2 separate regions of the Ovis aries genome follow, and region 2 is linked to region 1. The links are chromatin contacts, called in public Hi-C maps. All regions are on one chromosome and are shown on one strand. The core of a region is the stretch at or near the end of the contact, and the rest is flanking DNA. Distances in the headings are between cores, read along the strand shown.

Region 1 (2,700 bases), core at 44-2,543:
AAGAAAATGAGTGTTGTTGCTCCATTTTCTAGGAACACTGTGTTTTGGGACCCAGGCCTTTCCCCCTTTAACATAATTTTCTTCCCCATTTTGTAGCAAATCAATTTGCTCCCCAGGAGAGAGCCTAAAAATCAACAAATACCTGCCTCAACCCTCTGGTTTTCCATATCCTCCCTGAGGTCTTCCAGCATCAGCTGGGTTAGCAATTTCCTGCCAGAACCATCTACATCTTGATTATTTGGTCAGTCTTTGGGGGCTTTCATTTCAGATCTCCTTCCAGAAAGACTCCAGTACCACTGATCCCTGGGGTTGGTGAACTTTCAGTTTTATTTTCCCTGGCGGTGTTAACGCCCAAACTTTTCACTTCCAAAGTCAGACAGGACTTTGAATCCTAGCTGATTTCCTACCACCTCCAAGGTCAGTTAAAAAAAAAAAAAAAAGAACAACATTCTACATTGAAAAAAATCAAGAATCATGTATTTTTCCTTAAGGATATTTTTAATGCTCCTGACAAACACTACAGTATTTGATTGTTTTTTGGATAAAAAGTCATCTTGGCATATTTATTCTAGTAGAGACTTACGATTTAACGAAATGATTCACTATTAATCAACAAAAAAGGGGAGGGAAGACCTCGTGGGTTAATAGTTTCTTTCACTGCAGATGACCAGGAACTTTGCCCAGCCCTCCACTTCCCCAAGCTCTCTGAGAGTGGAGGGTTGATCTCTCTTTTTGACCACTTCTGTTACATCCCGCCCAAGGGTGGTTGATTTCATTGCTGGCTTAACCACTAAACCCCTACTTCCCACCCTTTCCCCAATACTCTCCTCCTTTTCTCCTTCCTTAAGACTTATTTCTAATATTTCTAAAGTGCACTTTTTCTGGGCCTCTCCCCATCCCCGCCCCCCAAGTGGGCTTTCCTTCCGCCTTCCTCGACTCGGATTCCTGACGCGATCGCCACCCACCCCCCCTTCCCCTCCTCTCCTACTCCGCATTGTCTTTTCTGAAGCCGCCCCCCACCCGGAGCGAGTCCCCGTTCCCTCGCCCAGACTCCCGGGCTCGCACACACTCGGCGCAGGCCTCTCCCCCCTGCACACTCCTCCCTCCGTCTCCCCCCCTCCTCCCCCGCCCCTCTCCTCCTCCTTCTTCCCTTCCTCCTCCCTCTCCCGGCGCCCGAAAGGATCATTGTTAGCCGCCCCCGCCCCGCCCACCCCGGCTGTTTATTTATGCATACGTCACCGGGCCGGGCCCGCCCCCCGGCATCTCATTAAGCGAGTGTGTTCCTCTCGCCCTGTCAATAATCTCCGCTCCCAGACTACTCCGTTCCTCCGGATTTCGATCCCCCTTTTTCTATCTGTCAATCAGCGCCGCCTTTGAACTGAAAAGCTCTCAGTCTAACTTCAACTCACTCAAATCCGAGCGGCACGAGCTCCTCCTGTATCTTCGGCTTCCCCCCCCTTTGCTCTTTATATCTGACTTCTTGTTGTTGTTGGTGTGTTTTTTTTTACCCCCCCTTTTTTTATTTATTATTTTTTTGCACATTGATCGGATCCTTGGGAACGAGAGAAAAAAGAAACCCAAACTCACGCGTGCAGAAGATCTCCCCCCCCTTCCCCTCCCCTCCTCCCTCTTTCCCCTCCCCAGGAGAAAAAGACCCCAAAGCAGAAAAAAAGTTCACCTTGGACTCGTCTTTTTCTTGCAATTTTTTTTTGGGGGGGCAAAACTTTTTTGGGTTTTTTTTTTTTTTTTGGCTTTTCTTCCTACTTCATTTTTCTTCCAAAATTGCTGCTGGTGGGTGAAAAAAAATGCCGCAGCTGAACGGCGGTGGAGGAGATGACCTAGGCGCCAACGACGAACTGATTTCCTTCAAAGACGAGGGCGAGCAGGAGGAGAAGAGCTCCGAAAACTCCTCGGCGGAGAGGGATTTAGCTGATGTCAAATCGTCTCTAGTCAATGAATCAGAAACGAATCAAAACAGCTCCTCCGATTCCGAGGTAGGAAAAGCCCCTCGGGCTGGTGGGGTTCTTAATCTATTTCCTGGGCTTGGCAAATGTTGCTGAGAGGGGAGAAATCGGGGCTGGGGGCGGCGGCGGGGCGCCGCAGGGCCAGGCGGGCGGCGTGTGCTTGTGGGGCCACCATTGCAAAAACTTGTAACCCTGTTTTTTTCTCTCTCCCCCTCACCCCAAACCCCCCACCTCGCTGATCCTTTTTCTCCCCCCCTTCTCTCCCCCACCTCTGCGTGGCGTTTGCCCCTCGCCCTCCCCACCTCCACCCCTCCGGGAAGGCGGAAAGACGGCCTCCGCCTCGCTCCGAAAGTTTCCGAGATAAATCCCGGGAAAGTTTGGAAGAAGGTGAGTACGCCCCGCGCGGCCCCGCAGCCGCCCGGAGCTGCCCCCCCACCCCCGGCCCCCAACTCCGGGGCCCGCCGCCCCGCGCGCCCGGGCCCCGCGCCCCGCTCGGCCCGGCCGTGCGCCGGTCCGGCCCCGGGCGCCCCCGGCCACCTGGGGCACTTTTCTAAAAAGTTTCTCCTCGCTCTCTCCCGCTCCGCGCGGCCGCCGCCGCCGTCCCCTCGCCGCCCCGCCATGTTAGCGGCCAAGAGGCAAGATGGAGGGCTCTTTAAGGGGCCACCGTATCCCGGCTACCCCTTCATCATGATCCCCGACCTGACGAGCCCCTACCTCCCCAACGGATCGCTCTCGC
Region 2 (2,723 bases), core at 14-2,513, 60 kb after region 1:
GTTTCTTGTAGGCCCCGTGGATGTGGTTTATAAGACTTTCCTAAACCGTGAGGGATTTGAGTCCCATGGAGTAGTAAGATGTGGGGCAGGCCTGAGAGGTTTCTGAGTGATTTCCTCTGTGAACCAGGCATGAAGGGCCTGAGGTAGTGGGGAGAAGCGGGCATTATCCCTTTCTACCCCTGAGGAAACAAAGGAATTGCCCAGCAATGGAGAACTAAGCCTCTTTCTTCCTGGTCCCTCCTTGGGTGTGCTTTGCAGCTGCCCACACCATTTCTTTCGCTGGCCCTTTAAATGGGCCCCTCTTGATCGCAGCCTGGCTGAGAAGGGCTCTCCTGGATGTGGCCCTTAGCGTCGGAGTCAAGGGGAAGGCTGGCCACCCTTTGTGGCCACTGGGGACTTTTCTTTCACCTTGGAGGACATGCACCCTACAGAGTCTCCTAAGGAAGAATCTGATTATTGGAGGAGCCAGACATAGCTTTCCTGATCACCTTATTTCTCAGAAAAAAAGACAGAGGAACCAAATTTGTATTAAATTCCTTGCTGGGGTCTATTAATTGTGTCTCATTTACTTTTCATAGCAGCTTTAAACAAGCACAGTATGTTTATGTTCATTTTACAGCTGAGAAAATCGAGGCTCAGAGAGGTTCAGTAGAAACCTTTACACGTTAAAAATGCATCTTCTTTGCAAACCAGGCTTTTGTGTAGCATATTAAAGAGGGCTGGGGGGAGCTGAGTCAGGTGGCATCGGGGCCATCGACACATAATTATGGAGCAGGCCCAGTGCTGGGTGATGGAGGAACTGCTGGTCTCTCTAAGAGGCCTTGAGAAATTGGATTCGTATCCCCCAGTTCATCTCCCATCACTGCCGAGGAAACAGGTACATTTCCATCATGATGGTGAAGATTCCATGACCTATGGCAAGCGCTTGACCGGTGTCTGGCATGTGGCAGGCGCTCAATAAAGATTAGCCTCTGAAGATGTGGGAGGAGATTAAATTCCCTCTCTGGGTATGTGGCTCTGCTGTTCTCTCCTGCATTCTCTCTGTGCTTTAGGCGTTGAAAATGTCCTTTAGACTGGGATGAGGTCCTCAATGAGTCGGCATTGAGAATGGGTGCAAGGCACTCAGCCAGCCCTGCAGGCTTTACCCTGAGTCCTTTGTGAGAGCCTTGCTGGGTGGGACAGCCAAGTGTCTTGTTTCTTTCACTTGCTGAGTGCCTCACACTCGCCAGCTGCAGTGCTGGGAGCTGGAGAGAGGTGAGCAGGAGATGACCTTGGGAGGCAGCCATGAGAACCAGGAAGCAGAGTACAGTTATTGTGGGTGTGCTGGTGGCAATCGGAGCCGCTTCCAGACGTGACACGGGAGTGAGGGTGGGTTTCTGGGGCCACTGGGACACAGCACGTGAGACCCAAAATGGGGTTCTCCCTGTGACTGAGGCACCTTTGAAGAAGTCCTCAAGAGGCTCCAGGGGAAGCTATACCAGACTGTGTCCCTGGTTTATCGGACGGGCCCCCTGGTGGTTTTAGGGGCCCGTTTTATCGCTTCCTTATGGGGAAGCGATACAGTGACTTGACCCCAGCGAACATAACCAGTTCGAATGTCACCAGACATGGTGGCCCCTTTGACCTTTTATGTCCTGCGTAAGTTGCAGCTATCTGCTAGTTTACTGGAAAATAGGTTTTTTTTTTTTAAACATTTTTCTTTAGGAGTAAAATGGTGTGTTAGAAAATATAAAGAAACCAGAAAGAATGGTCCATGATCCCACTACTTAGAGAAAAAGCATTACTAAGGGTGGTTGCTTTTTCTTTTTCAAAGTGGTGAGTAGACGAGTGTTTTGGCTATATTGATTTTTCAGGGATGCACGTGATCACATGGACAGCCAACTTTTTTTTTTTTTTTTTTTTTTGTAAATGTGGATTTCAGCCGGGCTTGACACCTGCCCCTTAACGAAAAGTAAACCACTGCTGTATTTGTTGGTTTCGCTGTGGCTGGCATCGGGGGAGGCAGGTTGACGTTATGTTAAAGACTTGACAACCCAGAAGCACTCTGTTGGCGTCTTTGTTGTGACCTTTGAGCCAGCGACAGGCGGAGATGTCACCTTTGCCCTTCTTTAAAAGCAGCAGTAATAGGTGGTGAGTGGATGGATGCCTCTTAAAATACTGGGAAGTGCTGTGGCCCTTGGGTTGAGCTTTTTAAAAGTTAGTATGTGTATTGTGTTCTTGTAACTAATGATTCTTTGGGGTCTGAAGATAATGAGTTTGGAGGGCAGCCATGCCACCATACCAAGTTATCTGAGGGTCCTGGTCACCCAGAATGTGCCTGGCCTACTGTAGGGGCCTGGAAGGCTCTTTTGATTGATACAGGGCTGGGGAGATAGGTGGAATGGCTGCCAGGCAGATGGCGAGCCAGCTGAAAAGAAGCATGCAGACACCCCCTACTTCTCCTCCCCTTCGCTGCGTGTGGATCCAGTTTGGTACTAGTGCTTTGTGCTTCTCTTTCCTGCCTGGAAATGCAAGCATCCTGTACAGCTCAGCTCCCATTTGCCCTCCCCTCATCCCTCTCCCTCCTCCCCCTTCCCTCCCTCCCTCCCTCCCTCCCCTCCAGGGGTGGAGGACTGGCTTGGCTTCACCTGATGGGAAGGTGCTTTGCTGCAACTCTGCGAATAGCAAGTTCCCAGTGGCAGTGAGGCCAGTGGATGCTGGGCTGGTCCGTTCCTCTAATAACA

The links. Hi-C and Micro-C count contacts between places; a contact is called where the count stands out from the background.
Region 2: a contact with region 1 is called in a Hi-C map of liver, with 4 times the contacts expected there. The contact joins the enhancer-like site here to the promoter of TCF7L2 in region 1. A contact is called at or near these places in 4 of 16 Hi-C or Micro-C datasets (hypothalamus, liver, mixed tissues and 1 more).

What each region holds. Positions count from the first base shown.
Region 1 is chr22:33,001,096-33,003,795 of ARS-UI_Ramb_v3.0, forward strand. TCF7L2 (transcription factor 7 like 2) reads left to right here and starts at 1,294. Exons shown (of 14, transcript XM_060404496.1): 1 at 1,294-1,994; 2 at 2,285-2,351; 3 at 2,590-2,700. The coding sequence starts at 1,806.
Region 2 is chr22:33,060,933-33,063,655 of ARS-UI_Ramb_v3.0, forward strand. The region is part of intron 4 of TCF7L2 (transcription factor 7 like 2); the gene reads left to right. Among named protein-coding and RNA genes, the nearest start is that of TCF7L2, 60 kb to the left of the region's middle. Within about 2 kb of position 1,264, at least 5 of the 54 cell types and tissues checked have an H3K27ac peak or open chromatin away from gene starts, as enhancers often do. A contact at or near this core is called in liver, where this site is marked.